Regions from separate parts of the Macaca mulatta genome. Here region 2 is linked to region 1. Evidence: chromatin contacts called from public Hi-C data. All regions are on one chromosome and are shown on one strand. The core of a region is the stretch at or near the end of the contact, and the rest is flanking DNA. Distances in the headings are between cores, read along the strand shown. Region 1 holds the start of GTPBP4 (GTP binding protein 4). Region 2 holds the start of IDI1 (isopentenyl-diphosphate delta isomerase 1).

Evidence for each region. A called contact is a pair of places that touch in the nucleus more often than the background predicts.
Region 2: a Hi-C map of cortical neurons shows a contact between it and region 1, with 4 times the contacts expected there. The contact joins the promoter of IDI1 here to the promoter of GTPBP4 in region 1. A contact is called at or near these places in 3 of 14 Hi-C or Micro-C datasets (cortical neurons, fetal cortex germinal zone and prefrontal cortex).

What each region holds. Positions count from the first base shown.
Region 1 is chr9:1,646,996-1,650,745 of T2T-MMU8v2.0, reverse strand. It overlaps GTPBP4 (GTP binding protein 4), which reads right to left and starts at 1,882. Exons shown (of 17, transcript XM_077945650.1): 1 at 1,808-1,882. LOC114669872 (a long non-coding RNA gene) reads left to right here and starts at 1,968. Exons shown (of 2, transcript XR_013397880.1): 1 at 1,968-2,574; 2 at 3,364-3,750.
Region 2 is chr9:1,700,426-1,704,175 of T2T-MMU8v2.0, reverse strand. It overlaps IDI1 (isopentenyl-diphosphate delta isomerase 1), which reads left to right and starts at 1,774. Exons shown (of 5, transcript XM_001101073.5): 1 at 1,774-2,246. The coding sequence starts at 2,119.

The DNA of each region.
Region 1 (3,750 bases), core at 633-3,132:
AATACCACACACTTTCCTGATGTGATTTTTTTTTTTAACTTCCAATCACCAAACAATTACCATCACCCATTTTTTAGGTGTAAACTCATCTGTTCTCTAAAAATACAAATCTCATTCCACAGAAGATGGATGGTGTACTAACATATCCTAAAGTTCTCCACATAAGTCAATAACATGAACAAAGTTCATGTAATCCAAAGAGCAAATTCCTTCAACAAACTTGAGAGATGGCTGACCAAAAATACAAATAAGACATGATTCCTGCACTCGAAAATACTACAATCTGGCCGGGCGCGGTAGCTCATGCCTGTAATCCCAACACTTTGGGAGGCTGAGGCAAGTGGATCACGTGAGATCAAGAGTTCAAGACCAGCCTGGCCAACATGGTGAAACTCCATCCTACTGAAAATACAAAAATTAGCCAGGCCTGGTGGCCTGCACCTGTAATCCCAGCTACTCAGGAGGCTGAGGCAGGAGAATCACTTGAATCGGAGGCGGAGGCTGCAGTGAGATGAGATCCACCACTGCACTCCAACCTGGGCAACAGAGCGAGACTGCATCTCAAAAAGAAAGAAAGAAAGAAAATACTACAATCTATCAAGAGATGTGTCAGAACAATTGTCAGGAAGAAATGAGAAATGGAGAGAAGTGGGGAAACAATTATTGCTATGAAGGTAAAATACGAGACTCCCACAAAGCTTTCCAAGGCAAGCTCATTCCGTTGTTAAGACGTGAAGAAAAGGAGACACTGATGAGAGGAAAACAGTCACTCTGCAGGGACTTCAGTAACTCCCTCTTGTGCAGCAGTCCCTGAGAGGCTCGAGTTGCCCGTCAATGTCTCTGTAATTGCGGCCCAAATCGAATGTTCACTACATAAAAACATGACTTCTTAAAAGTCGTAATACCAGGGCCGGGTGTGGTGGCTCACGCCAGTAATTCCAGCACTTTGGGAGGCCGGAGCGGGAATTCGAGGGATCTCGAACTCCCTGGGATCTCCCTGGGAGACCTGGGATCAGGAGTTCGAGGCCAGCTTGGCCAACGTGGTGAAACCCCGTCTCTACTAATAACACAAAAATTAGCCGTGCGTGGTGGCGCACGCCTGTAATCCCTGTTACTCGGGAGGCTGAGGCAGGAGAATCGCTTGAACCCGGGAGGTGGAGGTTGCAGTGAGCCTTGATCGCGCTCCAGCCTGGGAAACAAAAGCGGAAAACTCTGTCTCGGGGAAAAAAAAAAAAAAAAATTCTAACACTTAACACTTGTTGACTCATTCTTGCCACACTAACCAACGCTGTAAAAATTTAGTCTGGGCCTACTATGGTCTAAAAAGAACAGGGGTTCCCAAATCTAACAGTGAAAGAGAATGACTTAAAAATTAAGAAATGTTAAATCACGATAGCAACGAACCGAGGATTCCTGAGAGGGGAGGGGGCTACGCCAAATCCAGAATCTGAAGGCTCATCACGGACCACGGAGTGCTTCCTCCCTCACATGTTGGGGTCCCCTCCACTCGCCCACCTCGTCACCCGGAGCCCCTCCAGGGAACCCTACTCTGGGTGGACCCCGATCTCTGGGGGCCCTCAGTCTCTGGGTGGACCCCGGTCTCAGGTGGACCCGGGTCTCTGGGGGATCCGATCTCTGGTGGACCCCGGATTCTGCTGGGGGAGGGGAAATGATCTCGAGTACCCGTCCGGCAGGTCGGGCCCGGGAGCGGGTGGTGGGCGAGCGGAAGGCGACCGCTCTCCCACGGCTACAGGCCCGGACCCTCCCCTGAGACCCCGCTAATGAGAAGGCGAAAGTAGCCACCTACCTTGGCGGACGGAACCACCGTAATTTTCTTGAAGTTGTAGTGCGCCATGCCGGCTGCCGTATGCACGCGGGTACTGGGCACTCCCGGAACTTCCGCCGTCGGGAGCAGGAGGGACTTCCGCCGTCGGGCGCTTGCTGTACGTCACTTCCGGGAGCCAAGCGTGTCTTGCGTGCTCTATGGCGCTTTCGGCGTCGCACAGCGCACCCGCCCGGCCTGGAGGTCCGCCGCGGAGAGTGTGTGAGGGCCCCGGGAGCGAGGGCGCGGGGGAGAGGACGCCTGGGTTTTAGGGGGCGCGCGGAGACTAAATTCATGCTGGGTAAAGAAGAGGCTTCCGACAGACTGCCCTGCGGGTTTCTGGAGCGGGTTCAGGCCCCCAGCCATCCGCCCTGAAACAGGGTTCGAGGGGGGTCTTGGGATTTGGGGGATGCGGGGCTTAGGAGTCCGGAGGGTCGAGGGTATCCGGGAGTCTGGGCGTCCGGGGTCGCGGCGAGCCCCGCCGAGGAGGAGGGAGCCGCGCGTGCGGGGTGTGCCCGGGCTCTGGGTGTAGAGCGGGTGACACCCCCCACTCTGATCCCGGGCGGTGGTGAGGAGGCCCTCGCGGCTCCCCTGCAGCCCTCCTTTCTCGTGCTTGTTAAATCCCAAAACGGGCGGAGAAGGGAAATCCTGATCTCAGGCGAAAGAGGTGCCGCTGGTTCCGCAGAGTGCCTTAGGAGAGCGGAGGAAGCAGTTTCGAGAGACAGTCCTGTGGGGTCCAACAGAGGAGAAAGGTGATGAGGATGGAGCCTTTACTGCTTTAATGTTTGTGAATAGTGTGGCCGCTCCCTTAAGGAACCCAGGGCCACATCCTGTAAATTAAACGTTAGGTAGGGCTGACTCACTCAAGCAGTGTTCAGAGCTGTTGACTACATATTAACTCGTTTAATTCCTGCAACTGCCTCATGAAGTGCGTGGGGAAACCCAAGGCACAGCAAGGCTCGAAAGCAGCCCAGGGTTGTGCAGCTAAGGGGCAGCAGAGGTGGGCTTTGAACCCAGGCAGCCTGGCTCCAGCAAACCTACTTCTAACGATTAGCTATACTGCTTCTCACGCATCTGGGATGCCCCCCACTCTCCAAACCTTTTAAATAAGTCCTATTATTCTTACACGAAAATACCTCTCATAAATTCCCAACATTCCAATATTGAAAATCATTCTGAGTCATGCTTTTCTCATCTATTAACTATGCTTCCATTTTTGTGTCACAAGGCGGATAAGCATACCTCCTACATCTCTGGCACTTCTAAAGGAAGCTTCTAGGGTAATTAGGATTCGCTGGCTATGATCATTTGCTAAGCCGCAGGACAGTTCTGGCCACCATTTCCGAGATTAGCAAAGCTATGCTTATACTTACTGCCCTTTCTTTTAGGTTCTTATATGTTTCCTCAGCATCTCCCACTTTCTCTCACTCTGATATAGCCAGTTCCTCTTTCTTTTTCTTTTAATCCGATATTTAGATACTTTGCTTCAGATGGGCAAACATCCTTAATTCTTTTTTTTTTTTTTTTTTTTCTTCAAACAGAGTCTCACTCTGTCACCCAGGCTGGAGTGCAGTGCCACAATCTCAGCTCACTGCAACCTCCGCCTCCGGGGTTCAAGCAATTCGTCTGCGTCAGCCTCCCGAGTAGCTGGGATTGCAGGCACCTGCCACCATTCCCAGCTAACACTTTGTATTTTTAGTAGAGACAGGATTTCACCATATTAGCCAGGCTGGTCTCAAAACCTGACCTCAAGTGATCCACCGGCCTTGGCCTCCCAAAGTGCTGAGATGATAGGTGTGAGCCACCTGCTTTTAACTTGTTCAGCTACAAAGGCATGTCTGTGAATGCACAACCATAATGGCTCATCATGGGCCCAGAGCTATGACCATGGTAAGGTACCAAGCATCCTACACCATGTGCGTGTTGAT
Region 2 (3,750 bases), core at 525-3,024, 54 kb before region 1:
AATTCAGTAAATCAATATTTTCCAAATGACCAATGCATGACATTTCAACCTCATGCATAGGAAAATAGACATTGGAGTTAGTCAAAAATAATGAGTTTTAATGTAACAAGAGTATAAAATGTCCATCGAAGTGGTTTCACATTCCAAATAGTAATTGGAAAATCCACCACTCATGTTTTGGTGTAGTAGTATCGAAAAAGAATAACCAAGATAATTTGAAAAGGCTATTAAAAAATACTTCTCAATTTTCAAACTGCATACAGCAGGTGCTCATTCATTTCTTTGTAACATGGATGAGAAAAAGACTCCCGGCCAGTGGCACTGTGTTTGTGGTGTTTACGTGTTCTCCCCACACCTGCATAGGTTTCCTCTGAGTACCGCAGTTCTTTCCACATCCCAGAGGTGTGCACGTGAGGTGAACTGGTGTGTGTCTTCACTGCCCCAGTCTGAGTGTGGGTGTGTGAGTGGCTCTGTGATGGAATGGCGTCCTGTCCAGGGCTGGTTCCCTCTTTGTGCCCTGAGCTACTGAAATAGGCTTCAGCTACACATGACCCAGAACTGGAATAATTAAGTAGTAATTATCTTGTTTTTTATTAATCTTTCTTAAATGTATGTATAGCTCACGTTTATTTCAATGTTTAACATTAGAATGGCCTTTAGAAGCTTAGTGATTTTTTTTTCCGTGGCCAAAAGTATGCTTTAGGAACTTAATCCTTATTTTTTAGCCTCTGGTAAAATTGGTTTTGCTATATGTTGTTTCACTTAAAGTAATTCCCAAGAACGCACTGACAGCAGTGAGGACTTGCTGCGCATGCAGGAGGCCAGATTTTCTTATCTGTGTGAAGCCAGACATGAAGGAGATCTGCAAACGTGTAAAACAAAATCAGTCTATTTTTTTGTCTGGAAAAGATTTTGAATAAAAATGTAACTTAGTGTCATGTGTTTTTTTAAGTGAATATTTTAATATGTTTAATTTCTACATTAGTAAATAGCAGTAGCAAACAACAGTGAGCAAAAGCTTTTGAGGGTCCTCAGTACATTTTAAGAGTGTGCAAGAGTCCTGAGACCAAGAAGTTTGAGAACTGGTGCGCACCAGGTTCATCTCAAGTTCAGTATTTTAAATTCCACACAAAAGGTAGAGGAAACAGCTGAATTCGCTGTAGCTGCGAGTACATTTCACGATTATTTAAAGGTTTAGAGGGTTAGGCGCGGTAGCTCACACCTGTAATCCCAGCACTTTGGAGGCTGAGCCGAGTGGATCACTTCTTGAGGTCCAGGAGTTCCAGACCAGCCTGACCAACATGGGGAAACCCCTCTCTAAAAATACAAAATTAGCCGGGCTTGGTGGCGCATGCCTGTAGTTCCAGCTACTTGGGAGCCTTAGACAGGACAATCGCCTGAACCCGGGCGGCGGAGGTTGCTGTGAGCGGAGACTACATCATTACACTCCAGCCTGGGCAACGAAAGCAAAACTGTCTCAAAAAATGAAACCATTTGGCACGTCCTGTCGTGTACCCGGAAAGCGAACACTCCCAACATAGCGTGGAACGCCCCGCCCCTCTCGCGGCTCCGCTCCGCCTTCGTCCCGGTCGCAGACGACCACCGTTCCAGACGTGCAAGACCTCGCCCCGCAGCCAAACGCCGTAGTCCCAGCGGCGGAACTCGGGAGGGGGGATTCCCAACCAGCCAGTCAGCAGTAACGTCCCGCCTTTCCTCCGTTTCCATTGGCCCAGCCGCGCGGGCGCCTTCCGACCGGGAGGGCTAGGTTCCACCGAACGCGAGCCTCGAGACGTGAGCCTCGAGACGTCTGACGTTTGGCACCCTTCGCAGCGCCTCGGGCTCGCACGCCAGAATCGAAAGCGTAATTGGCTGGCGGCTGGTGTGGTCTCGGGCACCGCCCAGTCGCGGGACGCTGCCTCTGCGGAGCTGGGGGTGAGGCGTGTTGACCCCCTCGGGAGCGGCCGGAACCCGAGCTCACAACTCAGGTTCCCGGTGCTTCGCGCGTCTGCGATTCCCACAGGCAGGGAGGTGGCGCCACAGGCCACGGAGGTGGCGCCACCGCGCGACCCTTGGCGAGATTGTGACGTCAGGCGTGTACGGGCGCCAATTGGCCGAGCAATGTGGTGCGGACTGGCGCTGGCGCGGGCGATTGGCTGCGCGGCCCGGTGGGCGGTGCGCGCTGCGGACAGCGCTCAAAGTGGGCGCGCTCCGGGACCGGCCGGTGTCTGTGGCCGGAGGCCGATCAGGTACTGTGGACTGGCGTAGGGGCAGGAGTTCGGGAGACAGGGGCAGGGTGGCACCGGGGAGCTGCGGGACGGGGCGGGGAGGAGGCCCGAGGTCTGGGCCACCCGTGAGGTCTCGGCGCGGTGGCCTGGACATCTGGGGACGGCGGCATTGGTCTCCCGAACTGGAGCGAGGCCGGGCTGTGGTGGGCGCCCGCGCCCTGTGGAAGGCGGAGGCGTGGGTTGGGGCGAAGAAGACGTTACCATTCTTTGTCAGTGGAAAAGATCGTCGTCTGCGCACAGTAACCTGAGGTTTAGGAACTCGTGGAATTGGAAACCGAGTCGCGGGAGACTGAGTTGCGAGTCTCCTCTTAGAGAATTCAGAAACACGAGCGTGACGACGCCGGCCTCCCCGTGCCGAGTCCACGCGTGTGACGCGGGTGCATACACCTGCGTCCGTGCAAGGGGGTGACAGCAACACATTCAAGGCGCTTCTCTTGGGAATGGAGCAGGAGAAGAGATGGGGAGCACCGCATAGATTTAACTAGGCCTTTTTCTTGAGTTGGGTGATGTGCTCCCGCGTCTGCTACGTGGTATTATCTTTAAACGCATAAATAGACGTATTCATTTTATCTTGTTATTATGAAGCTTAGTTTTAAAATATGAATTCTGAAAATCCTGAAAGAGCAATTGTCGTTACAGCTGGGCGGTGGTGCACGCCTTTAATCCCAGCACTTTGGGAGGCGGAGGGGAAGGCTGCTGTGAGCCGAGATACAGTTGGCCTACTGTGTCCTTGGGGTTCATATCCATGGATTTAACCAACTGCACATTATAAAATATTTGGAAGAAATTTTCATCTGTACTGAACATATACAGGCATTCTGTAAACAATATAGTACAACTATTTATGTAGGATTTACATGTTTTAGATATTATAAGATCATCTACAGATGATAATTTAACGTTCGGCCCGCATCACTTAACAGGGATACTTTGGAGAAGTTCATTGTTAGGTAGTTTCATCTTTGTGGAAGCAGAGTGTGCTGACGCAGACCTAGACAGTGGAGCAGCTGGGCTGTGTGGTGTAGACAGGCAGTGGAGCTGCTGGGCTGTGTGGTGTCGCCAGTGGCTCCTAGGCTATTTTTCCTGTCGCTTCAGGCCTTAACCTGGACTGTGTGTTACTGTGCTGAATAATGCGGGCAGTCATAACACAATAGCAAGTATTTGTGTGTCTAAATATAAAAAAGGTGATGTGTTGTGCTCGGATGTTGCAATGGCTACAACATCATTAGCAATAGGAATATGTCAATTCTGTTATAATTTTGTGGAACCACTGTAGTATATGCAGTCTGTAGTATACGGAAACACCATCATGTGACACATGTCTGTATACAGTAGGATATACACAGGTGATCTGCAAACATTATACCATTTTATATCTGAAACTTCAGTATCCTTAAATTTTGGAAGCTGTGGGAGGTCCTGGAACCAACCCCCATATATACCAAAGGATGACTGTATATAAAAC